2 separate regions of the Mus musculus genome follow, and region 1 is linked to region 2. Evidence: chromatin contacts called from public Hi-C data. All regions are on one chromosome and are shown on one strand. Each heading gives the region's core, a stretch centred on a gene start, on an enhancer-like site or on the middle of the called end of the contact. The rest is flanking DNA. Distances are from core to core; before and after follow the strand shown. Region 1 holds the start of Cep41 (centrosomal protein 41). Region 2 overlaps Cep41 (centrosomal protein 41).

Region 1 (6,037 bases), core at 2,399-4,898, 37 kb after region 2:
CAGAGTACTGGTCTACCCACACTACGAGTACTAGTCAACAACTAAGAAGTCAACTGCATGCATCACCCTGAGGTGTCTCAAGGACACTATCCTGAGTAGAAAGAGAAAGCTATCCGAAAAGGTCGTACACTGGATGACTCTGTTCCTATAGCATTCTTAAGGTGGCAATACAGAAACAGAAAACATATTTGTGGTTGCCAAGGATGAGAGCAGTAAGAGAGGAAAACGGGTGTGATTGGGAAAGGTGCCATGAGGGAGCTATTGTGGTAATGAAGTAACAGTAGCTCTGTGCATATGCACACAGGTGGTGAGATAGCCTACAACTATACACAAGTTGTACAAGCTTTAATACTCTAGTTCTGATGGTGTACTACACTGTGGAAAGCTGACTAAAGGGAACAAGAGACCTATGTACTATTTTAACACCTTTCTGCAAATCTATAAAAATAACGCCTTTAAAAAAGGAACATCAGAGGGAAAAAATAGCTCTTAAAAATGAAAATGATGGGGGTCTGGGAGACATCTCAGAAGAATGATGGCTGGGCAAGCATGAGGATCTAACCTCGGTTCCCAGAACTCATGTGAAAAGGCTGGGGTGATATCCCAGTGCTAAAAAGACAGAGATAGATGGTTCTGAGACGTATGGTCAGCCAGCCTAGCCCGACTGAATTCCAAGCTAGTGAGAAACTCTGTCTCAAAAACAAACAAGCAAACAAACACAACCCAGGGTCAACAGCATCTGCGGGGAGTACCCAAGGTTGCTGACCTACATATACACAAATACCCATATATGTGGATCCTGCACATATACCCACACACATAAAACTCACACACATATACATACATACACTTACACAAATACCTATATACATGGATTCTGCACATGTACCCTCACACATATATACATATACTCACACACACATATAGGCTCTCTCTCTCTCACACACACACAAACACAGCAGAAACTACAATCAATACAAGAATTAGAAAATACAGTGTGTGCTCCCTCCTTCTCTCCCTCCCTGTTTTTCAAGGCAGGGCCTTGGCTGTCCTGGAACTCACTCTAGATCAGGCTGCGATAAAAGGTGTAAGCCACCATCACCCAACATAAACTTAAATTTCTTAAAGCAGAAAGACAAAAATAGGAGATAGAAGTGGAAAAAAATCAGAACCAGTTTATATGGGTATAATATCAAAATGCTGAACCCGAGAAAGAGGGTGGAGGAAATGAAGTCAACTGTAAAATAACTCAAGAAAAAATTTACAGACTAGAAAGATATAAGGTTCTGGTGTTTATCAAAGTGAATGAGAACAGGCCATAACAAGGAATCCTTTGTGAAATGTTCTAACACAGGGAACAAAATGAAGCTTCCTGAAAGGAACAACAAGTCACAAAGCAACAGGATGGCTTTGGATTTTTCTACAGACACACTGGCTGCTGGGTCACAGCACAATGTTTTCAAGATGTTGTTTTCCAACCATGAAATCTATCTTCAGCCACACACTCAGGGGAAAAAAAAGAAGAATAAGAATGTAGAATGGAGACAGTTTTAGATAGGATATTTTGGGTACAAAAACACATATGCATTCTTTCTCAAGAATTCCTGGAAGTGGCCCTCCACTCAAAGAAGGCAGTAAAGACAGCAAGTGTTTACATCCTTCCTCTTCTGACGGACTCTTTGTCCTATATTTCCGGCTTCCTTCAGGAGAGCCCATGAATGGTCCCAGCTGGGGATGGAAGTCATCTGCCTTGATGCCCTCTCTCAAGGGCGATCATGCTTGATGGTGGGTTTTACACCTAATAGTTCTCTTTCATTCTGCCCCGACTTCCTAGCATCAGTTCAGACATATGGCAACATAACCACCTCATCAATGTCTCCGCTCCTCGACACAGCCTGTCCAACTCCATCCACCACAGTGTGGCTATGATGGTGCCTAAAATGCAAGTCTGAGCACATGACTAAAACTCCTTAGAAGCTTCTTGCGTGCTGACCAGTAGGCAGGATAATGGTATTCCCAATCTTGAACTACCCAGCCCACCCCATCACAGGCATCTAATATTGATATTATTTTAGTTGACAAAACATAATTTATTTCTAGGAAAAAAAGGTTGACATGCACACACTGTGCAATTATTAAGTTAGTAAATATCGTCATTACCTCCCTTGTTGTGAGGAGAGGTTTGGAATGTTCTCTTGGCTAATCTGAGATGTACATTAAATTTATATTTTAGTCACCCTGCTGTGTCATCTCCTGTGCCATCTCAAAAGTTTAGTTCTCCTAACAAACTTTCTACCCTGCGACCAGCATCTCTTTGTCCCAGACGCTATATCCCTAACTTCTGGTGACCATTATTCTAATTTCTACTTCACTGAGTTGGACTTTAGACTCCAAATGTAAGTGACACTGTGTAATATTTACACATCACTATCAAGGTTTAGTAGTGGCGGCACATGCCTTTAAATTCCAGTATCTATGAGGCAGAGGCAGGTGGATCTCTTTAAGTTTGAGGCCAGCCTAGTCCACATAGTGAGTTCCAGGACAGCTGGAGCTACATAGTGAGACTGTCTCAGAGACAACCAACCAACCAAACAACAACAACAAAAAACAACCAAACAAACAAAAAACCCCACCAAAATAACAGACATTACTATCATGGCACTCCAATACACATGCCACAGTTTCCGACACCAGGCATTCAACAAGAAATCCAAGACCTACAACTGGTGTTTGCTATGAAGGTGCAGAAGGCCCCTCTCAAATTGCCTTTTGTTCTGTAGACTCCTACTGGGACTTGGTCGGAGTTGAAGCTCTCCTTGGCTTTACACAGGCTGTTCTAGCAAGCTCTTCACCTGACTCACGAGTGGCCTTGATGGGTTGGGGCCTTTTCAGCTCAAGAACGCCCCTCCTTCTCTCAGCTTGAGTGCTGTCTTTCCTCCTCCATCTCTCTCCCGAAGCTCACCAATTTCCATCACTAGACTGAACTCTACTGTAGAGACTCTGTCGTTCTCTTTGTAGGTCTGGTTACTTGTTTGGTAAGGGTCAAATAACACTGGGTGACATTAAACTGCTACAAATGCACAAGGGCACTGAGGGTAAAGGAGAACAAAGGGCCCTATTTTGCTCCCTTTGCAAGGGCGGCTTGGCCTGGGGTACCCCAACTCAGAAGTGATGGGCCCCTTCACCTCCTTCCATGTTTTGGGGGTCTTTGATTTTTACTTTGTTTGCAGGTGTCACTCCTAGACTGTAAACTCTTTGAGGGCAGGGGCTGTGTCTTTATGTACTTGGCTCCTCCAAGCCTCGAACGTCGGTGTCCGGTGGGTCTTTGTGGGGCGAGCACGCCCGGCACCGGCGGGTGCCACTGACGTGGAGCCTCGGCCTGCCCCGCCCCAGGCCCTGCGCTCGGCCCCCTCCTCACGCTGGCCACTTCCCGCCTTCCGGGCGGCGGAAGTGGCCGGCTGTTCGTCCCTGCCCACGTGGCGCCTTTTCCGGTGCGCCCGCCCCCTCCGGCTCTCGGGTCCGGACCTGGCCCTCACCTCAGGATTCCCAATGTGCCTCCGGGCAGACATATTTGCTCCAACCGACCACGCTCGGGGTTCTAGCCTCACGTCTGGCTACTAATCTAGCTTCCTACCCCCCTCCAGCCCCCACTCAGCCGCCTCCCTGTAACCTCTCTTCCGATTGGCTCGGCTGCCCAGGCCAGCCAATAGAAGCTCCGTTTACTGCTTCGGCCCGGGCGGGGAGAGCAAAAAAAGCTGCTCAATGGTTGCCAAGGGCAACGCGGGACGCCCGCTAGCGCAGCTTGGATCCTGGCGCCCAGCTCCTGCCTGAGCGCGGGAAGGAAGGGGGAGGGGCTCCGGCGCCTGCGCAGACCTGAGAAGGGGGGGGGGGGGAGGGTCTGGCCTCAGGCTGGAGAGAGAACACAAATTCACCACAGGTCCCCCCAACCCTTTGTAAAGTCTTTCTAACCAAACATCGGGGCTACTTCTTCCACGGCAAAGGACATGATTTGGGCCAGGGATGTTCAACTGGAACGAGAGTGCATAGTTTATTATGTTCAGGTCTTAAGTTATTATGCAAATTATGCAAAATATCATAAGTAAACACAGTAATTATTGTTGCTCTAAAAGCTTTTAGTCTAGCGAAAGAACAGCAACCTTAATTGCAAAGAGCACACACCGTTCAGTGGTTCATCATTCATTTAACAAGTATTTAATAAGCACCTTATGAAGAAAGCGGCAGTATGTTTTGTGGAGGATGGGAAAGATGACTAAAATCCGATCCCGTTGTCATGGAAACCATTGTAACTCCTGCCACCAACCACCACCTGTTCTCATTCCAGATCTGAAAATTAAGTCCTAGCACCTTTACAAAACAATTACCCACACAGTTTGACTTGGCTCCTAAATGTCCCACCAAATCCATCAAAATTACTATTTCATTTTACAGGGAAGAAACAGCACAGTAACCCTTTGTCCTGTGCTCTAAGTCGTTTTTTTTTCCAGGAATAGAGAAAGGTTCCATTGGTTTGTTCATACTGGCTAGCTCTGTGTTAATAACAACATCCATGTGAACTATGGCAGGGTCTACGCAGATGACCTAGTCAACAACGTGGTCTCTCATACCCTGTCGTGCCTCATAGCAACTTCAGGAACCTGCTCTTAGGGCCGTATCTTGGATCAAGTCATTCAGACTGGACCTCCAGGATCTTGGACTATTGTCCTAACTGCCCCTTGTACTGTGTTTAGTGTTTAATACCTACCAAGGTTTATCTTAAATCCCTTTACCATGTCTAGTCTTTAACCCTTCTAAAATTCCCACTCATCATTCTATTAGAATGAAGGATTGGGGGCTGCAAAGGTTAGAAGGGAGTAGATAGGGTGTATTTATCACATCTTTGCATAGCGAACCCCTGTGCAGCTTGGAGTTGGAGTAACTCTAGCTTTAATTTTTTTTTCAAATCCTATTATTAACGATGGTTCTTAAATGCTTTAACCTTCCTTGTAGCCCACCACCCCACCAGAGGTAGTAGAAAAGAAAGGATATGTGGGAAATGGACCTGTTTAGAAAGGTTCTTTGGAGCAACTCAGTGTTGTCTGGAAATCGGCAGTTCAATTCACAGGTTAGCAGGCAGCGGCAGCTTGATCTAGTTGCAAATACCTCACGGATACACCAGGGGTCCAGTTCGGTAAAGTTGGCTTAGCAACAGTGGTGACAAGACCTAGCAGAGACAGCCTGGCCCCAGCCTCAACTTGAGTCAGCAGGAGGGACCATCGGGAACCCAAGGAGAAGTTCTCTGTTGTGCCTCTCTCAGGAAAGTGAAGGCCAGCAAAGACCACCGAGACCCACCAGTGTTGCACAGCTAACTGTATGAGCAAGCCGGGCTCTGTCTCCGTCATTCCTTGGAGTCCCATTTATGCCTTTCACACATCAAGTGTCCTCCACGTGCCTTGCCTCAGCACACGTCTTACCTCAGCAGGACGCTTGCCTAAAGCACAGGCATCCAGTCAGCCCCAGTCCTTGGAAGCCGCAACAAACTGCAGCACACCACCAGAAGGGTTTTTTTTGGTGCATTTTTCTCTACTGTGTCCGAACAAATGCAGATCAACAATACAATGTAGCTCAACAACACAATGTAAAGCAGACCGATACATGCGTGTTGTTAGCAAAGAATCCTTCATCACCTGTCCTTTTATGCACTTGCTTTAGAACATCCTCTCTCCTGTGTCTGCTTTAGACACAGTTCCCTCATGAATCGGCCTTAGCCTTTCCCACCTGTGTCCACTTTAACGAAACTTTCCTTCACGTGTTTGTCATAGCAAAACACCATCCAAATGACTTCTCAGAGAACCCTTACATTTCCACTTCAAAGTGACCATAGGGATTATGGGTAGAAAATTTGGAAACGGACATGTGGGATGGCTTTGTTGTCAAGGTCCTGGCTGCCAAAGTGAGTGACCTGAGGTCAATCCCTGGAACCTACATGGTGGAAGGGGAGGGGAGGACCAACTACTTGCAAGTTGTCCTGTGACTTCCA
Region 2 (5,920 bases), core at 2,929-5,428:
AAAATCACTGGCATATTTCTCCCAGACCAGGAGCCTGACAACTTATATTCCCCAAGGGAGCAAGAGGAGGAGGGTTTGGTTTTGTTCTGTTTGTGTCTGAGTAGCTTAATGTCTTAAGTTCTGTAGAATTTAAACAGCACCACAGGAAAAACTCCCTGAGCAACTAACGGACATTATTTATTCTAATTCCTGCTTACACCAAGTCCAATATGACTGCCCGGCTCTGGCTTCCCACCACAGAGAAAGAAAAAAGAAAATCACTTCTAGGCTATTTACTCATTCCACAGATTTTCAATAGAGCCAGCCTGAGGTTACAGCCCAGGATGTGTTCCCCCCCCCCCTTTTTGAATGAACACTGTAGCTTTTTCCTTCCTCTCTCCCGCCACTTCCTGCCTCTCTTCTATCTTCCCTCCTTTGTCTCCTGGCTTCCTTCCTGCCTGACCTCTTAAATAGCCTGTACCCCCTTAAATGGCCTCCCTTTCTTAAACACATACCCCTTGATAAACATTTTATTGACGAGACACTGGCCTAAGGATATCACGTATCTCACAGAGCGCACAAGGCTCCAGACAAGGGGGCAAGCTAGTCCCCAACACAACCGACACAAAAGCCATGAGATAGTCAGCCAAGGTAGCAATCCGGTCCTGCCTGGGTTCCAGGAAAAGCATGGGTCTCCCGACTAGAAAGCTATGGTCTCTTGCTCTAAACTGGAATGATTTCCAGATTCACTGATGCAAAGAACATACGCCTTTCTGGGAAATGCAGTAAAGAGAGGTACATTTTCAAATCACTCTAGTCTCCCGGGGCTCCCCCAAATCATTCTGACAGAAAGGAAGGGAGAAGTTGGCAGGTTTCAGCACATTAATAGCAAACGACAAATTAGTAACTACGTTCTTTAATCTTCAACATTCATAATTGCACAAAGTATCACTGATCATTTAAATAATACATGTCAAATAATCTAATGAAGAAACTGGTAAAGTGGAACGTTAGGAAGCAACAGTGTTGGAGAGGAACACTGAGTGCAGAAGGGGTCGGCTCTCTTGAAGTTTGAGACTCTTGCCAACAGGGCAAAGAGCTATGGAGAAACACATGGAAATACATTCAGCCTGCTAGACCACGCCAGTAAATACACAGCAATTCTAACAGCTTTGCCGAAACAGTCTCTGTACGTATATACAGTCATTTCCAACACTAACATCCATTGGTGGGAATGCAGATCAGGAACAGACAGAGACTTCCAAAACAGAATTGGGTGTAGAGGTCTACCTCCTGACTGGCTGATGTTAAACTGGCAAACCAGAACTCTGTCACCGAGGAAAGGTATTTTCATTACAAATGTATACGTGTCAAAGATGACTGAAAATCTTGTCCATGCTAGGGGAAAGTTGAGTGTGGAAAAATTTGCATTTTTTGATCTATGCTGTAAAGAAAATAAAAAGCCAGTGCATGTTGGCATTAGCAAAAGGCTGAACCAAGCTCTCAGGCAATAAATTTATGGGGAAACACGACAGGCTCCTCATTAAAGCTATGTGTACGTTGGCTGAATTTTATACACGATTCTTGAATCTTGTGGAAATTTGGGCACGGCCTGACATCTGAACAATGTCCCTGGTTTGTTTGATTTCTAAAGCATTGGAAAATGTTGCACTCTGGAAATCAAGTGGAGAAGAATAAACATACTCTGAAGCGGGGCTGGGTTGACTGAGTTATTTTTCCATATGTCTCCATGAGATATTTATTACGTTTATTTCTCTTACAAACACAGCCTCCCTGCTAGAAATACTGTGGGCCTTTGCCTTTTTCTTTTTTTCCTAAAGTGGTGAGAAAATAGCACTGTTAAGGCGACTCTCACCCAGCAGCAGTAACCTAAGGGTAGGCAATTTTCAGCTGGCTTTTCAGAAGCTGGTTGCCATGACAAAGAGCACAATTTATTCTTTAGTCCCTTATCACAGCTACGATCACAGACCATAAAAATTAACAAGGCTCGTCCTTCCCTCTGACTTCATGGGCCTCATCCTTACCTGAGGTCTTTTGTTCCCCCAATTAAATAGAATGGATGTCAGTCATCTAGCAATTCAATTAATGCCGATTCAAAATTCCGGCCAAAACCAGAATCTATAATCACAGCCTCCTAATCACAGCTCAGTCTGAGAATGAAAAGCAAGCAGGAAATTGCACTAATTACTCAATTAGACTAATACTGTATTTTTAAGCAAGGGCTTAAGGGGTTGTCAGCCCCGACAAAGGACTCCTGAGTCCCCCTCACCTGTGTGTCCCCTTGTCCGTGTGAAGCTGATGCTTTCAAATGACTGTGATTTCTATCCCTTTAACATAGCTGGACTCACATCAGGCAATGGGAAATTTTAATTGATATAAGGCTCATTATGAAGGGGACAGCTGTGGTGGCCTTCCAAGGCTCTCAGCACAGACCCGCAGGTTGCTGGGGTCTTCCTGTACTGGGCCCTCCTTCTGGTGAGGAAAGCTGAACACACATCTTTGTGGTCCCAGGAAACCATTTAAGGAGAGGATCATTTTGCACAGAGCCTCTCTGCTAAACCAGCAAGATGCACCCATGCTCACAGACCACCCCTCAGCTTCAAATGCCCAGCAGAGCCTGCAGCCTCCAGAGCGAGCTAAGACTCAGTGTGAGGACTGTGGGCTGCAGAAACCAAGAACTCATCTGCACCTGTGGGGACAGCGGCCAATTCCAGGCCCACCTGGAGAATCTTTCATGAATCAACAGTGAATGAAAAAAGCTAGCTGGGAAGAACACACCAGCAGATGTGACTGAATTATTTACAGAACAACACTGGTTACAGACCAAACAGGCTGGACCTTATTTAAAAGAAAGTATCTTTCTTTTTTCCTATTCAATTTCAAAAGACATGAATCTTCTGTAAACAATGGAGGGCAACTAGAGCCTGCCAAGCCTCTGGTTTTTGTGGTCATCTGTCAGACTCCTTCCTGAGTGAAGGGAGTGGAGCTGCAGACGGACAAGTGGGCCTGGTCCAGCCCGTGTAGCATGGCTGTTTCTCTACAGCAGTTCTGAAAAGGACCAAGTTGGGAGCGCTGAGGGTTCCGAAAGGAGGGGGGCATTTATTTGAGTAAACAACACAGGCCTTCACTTCCAGGGTTTGCCTTGCAGGTGACCGCTGGTGAGCGTGCGGGGGCTCGAGTGGCTGGCAGGACAGCTGGTGGGCAGGTTCTGGCCACCGCGGCAAGCAGCCACCTTCGAGTCTTTTCCAGCAGAGTTATTCTGGTTCAGTCGGCCTGAAAGGAGCAAGAGAGAGAGAGGGAGCAGGGCCGCAAGACGGGTCTCCAAGGAAAGTCAGCCAAGACCACTTTTAAGCTAATGTTGCTGCTGAGTCTGTGGCCACTGCTATGCCAGTGAAGCCCTCGGGGTGCAGCATCCCCTGTGGGCCAGGGGTGACCTCCTGCTCATCCCTGAGATCAGCTTGGTGCTGGGAACAAGGGTGGGGACGGAGAGACTTTCTTCCCCTTCCTTATCCTCAACAAACCTGGTCTCTCACCCCTTTCTTGAGGGGTGACTGAGGAGAGAGAGAGAAGAGGAGGCAGAAGGCAAAGACAGGAAGGCAAGGCAGGGCCTCTGGGCAGGGCTTTAAGCAAACCCAGAAGCAGAGACTGGAGGGAGTCTCCCAGGAAGGAACCTGAGTGCCCAGACCTCGTGTGTCCTCTCTGCCTAAGACACAGGCTCCCCATGCTTGTTCTCAACACCCAATGCTTGCCAATACCAGTGCCGCCCCTCCCCCAGTACCTGTGTGACGCACAGAGCCCCAAGCACTTTAAGAGCATGGATAGAAAGCTATTTTTCACGTGACAAGGGATATTCAAAGGAGCACAGCTCAGCTCCACACAAACAAAGGTCAGAGTCTCTTACTAGGGTTGTCTGCTGGTCCCTGGTCCTCTTCCAGGTAACATTCTATCTTTTTTAAGTCTTCTGGGGTAAATCTCCACTTGTTCTCAGCTGGCAGGGCTGGCATTTTGGGGCCACGTCGTTTCCGGACAGAACCAAAAGGGAGGGCCTGCTGGCAAGAGGCTGGCAGGGAACCAGTGACCAGTCCTTCTGGGAACTTCTGAGCTAAGACTTTCAGACCTATCATAGGAGAACACCAGGAAAGGCAGGATTAACATAGTGAGGCCACAGCAAAGCTGGAAGAGGCCTGTGTGTTGTGTCTTCTAGCCCTTCACCACCAGGCTAGAGATCTGAAATCATCCTTTACTGCTGTGTCAACAAATAAACTAGAAATGGAATTCAGCTGAGAATTCCATAGGAAATTGTTTGCTCAAGTTTTAGCATTTTTACAGAACCCTGCAGTGATGCTGTTATCTTAGGAATTAAAAACATGTGCCTGCCTTAATCCTAGCAGTCAGGATGCTGATGCAGGAAGATTAAGAGTTTGAGGCCAGCCTGGGCTATGTAGCAAGATCCTTTCTCAAAAACCATAAAAGCCTCAAATCAACAAAGCTTACAGTGAAAAAAAAAATGAACTTTCCATTTCCCTGCAAAACAAAACCCAGCCAACGTGCAGACAGAAGCAGAGAACATTTCCCTTGACTCCAGTTCCCTCAGAGAGCAAAGCTTTCTCTGTGCCTGGCACTCAGGTCCTAGCACTGAGCGCTGGAGGAGGCAGTGTGGGTCTGCAGGGCAGCTGAGTGTAGAAACCCAACCTGTAAGACAGACTGCAACTTTGCTCACCCCCGGAAAGCATGAAGAGGTTTTCAAACCCACGCTCACACATGGTGGTGGCCGCCTGGCTGGCCAGCCTCTCGTCCTCGTCGTATAAGATGATGATCTTGCCGTGGGCGTTCTTCTGTGAGGTGAGTTAAGGTTCCAACCACAGAGCTAATGCTACAGGACAACACTGAGCAGCCAAGGCTCCTCCTGCAGAGTGCAGGGACACAGACCTCATTCTTACCACGGTTACCTCGTCACAGAAACCACATGAGGCATGGCCGCTCTGCTTCTGGACCCACGGTGACTCAAGTCCTGACAGCATGAGTTGTAGACTTGACACCTTCTTACCCTTTTACCTTTACAATACTGGAAAGGAAAAGTTATAGCCTCCATTTTCAGTTCCTTTGTCAAATACACCATTGAAGGAAGGCTTCCTTACCACAGTACAATAGATCCACCTGACCTTCCAAAATCAAGGGGCAGTTTCCGAAGTAGATCTCACAAAGAGATACTACACACTGTCAAAACTGGGGCTCCCAGACAGCTTACATTAGCACGGGGAAATCACAAACATGAATTTTCTCAAGACAAATCATACGCACACATATAGAGACTAGTTAAAACAAAATATCTCAGCGTGGTGGTAGCAGCAGACACTCAATTGTCTGATAACAGGACAGTTTACTTTTTTTTTTTTTTAACACTTTCAGTATTTTTCCTACTTGTATGATTTTTATGAGTGAAAAAAATTAAAACATTTAAAAGAAAATAGAAAAATCTTTACTTCTTAAGTTTAATTTGGGCAAGTTTTCCAGAGAAACCATAGTCTCAGGGTTTTCAACAGATTATACACGCTCAGCTGGTAGAGCGAAGCATGAGTTAAAAGGACCTGTCTGAATGGTTAGGAGGCTCAGTGGCTGCTAGGAACCCAAAATCTAAATATACTAACCTGGTTAGTGCCAAAGGTCCCTTGCAGTTTTCACACTAAGAACATGGCTCATGGCTAAGTTTGAGTCTTGACTAAGTTTGTGTCTTAAAATCTCGGTAACATCCAATGCCTTAGAATACATCAAAGGATACGTACTCAAGAATGTCATTTGAATAGGGGTTCATTGTCCTGGATAGAGTTGCAATGGGGTAACTGTAAGCTACAAAGAGAAGAACACAATCAGAAAGCCTAGAGCTCTCTTACAGTCTGACCCCACTTCCCAGCTCAAAGTC

The links. A called contact is a pair of places that touch in the nucleus more often than the background predicts.
Region 1: a Hi-C map of the MNK3 cell line shows a contact between it and region 2, with 2.6 times the contacts expected there. The contact joins the promoter of Cep41 here to the enhancer-like site in region 2. A contact is called at or near these places in 9 of 39 promoter capture datasets (the 3T3-L1 cell line, 3T3-L1-derived adipocytes, cranial neural crest and 5 more), 1 of 15 datasets of contacts at CTCF or cohesin (CD8 T cells), 3 of 484 Hi-C or Micro-C datasets (the 3T3-L1 cell line, 3T3-L1-derived adipocytes and the MNK3 cell line), 4 of 115 datasets of contacts at active chromatin or transcription factors (the HPC-7 cell line, embryonic limb bud, embryonic stem cells and 1 more) and 3 of 9 other capture datasets (adipose tissue, liver and pancreatic islet).

The regions. Positions count from the first base shown.
Region 1 is chr6:30,690,101-30,696,137 of GRCm38.p6, forward strand. Cep41 (centrosomal protein 41) reads right to left here and starts at 3,649. Exons shown (of 11, transcript NM_031998.3): 1 at 3,537-3,649. The coding sequence starts at 3,569.
Region 2 is chr6:30,652,578-30,658,497 of GRCm38.p6, forward strand. Cep41 (centrosomal protein 41) reads right to left here. Exons shown (of 11, transcript NM_031998.3): 8 at 5,780-5,847; 9 at 4,721-4,835; 10 at 3,902-4,117; 11 at 880-3,273. The coding sequence ends at 3,125. Among named protein-coding and RNA genes, the nearest start is that of Gm13782, 12 kb to the right of the region's middle. Within about 2 kb of position 4,179, at least 45 of the 459 cell types and tissues checked have an H3K27ac peak or open chromatin away from gene starts, as enhancers often do. A contact at or near this core is called in the MNK3 cell line, where this site is marked.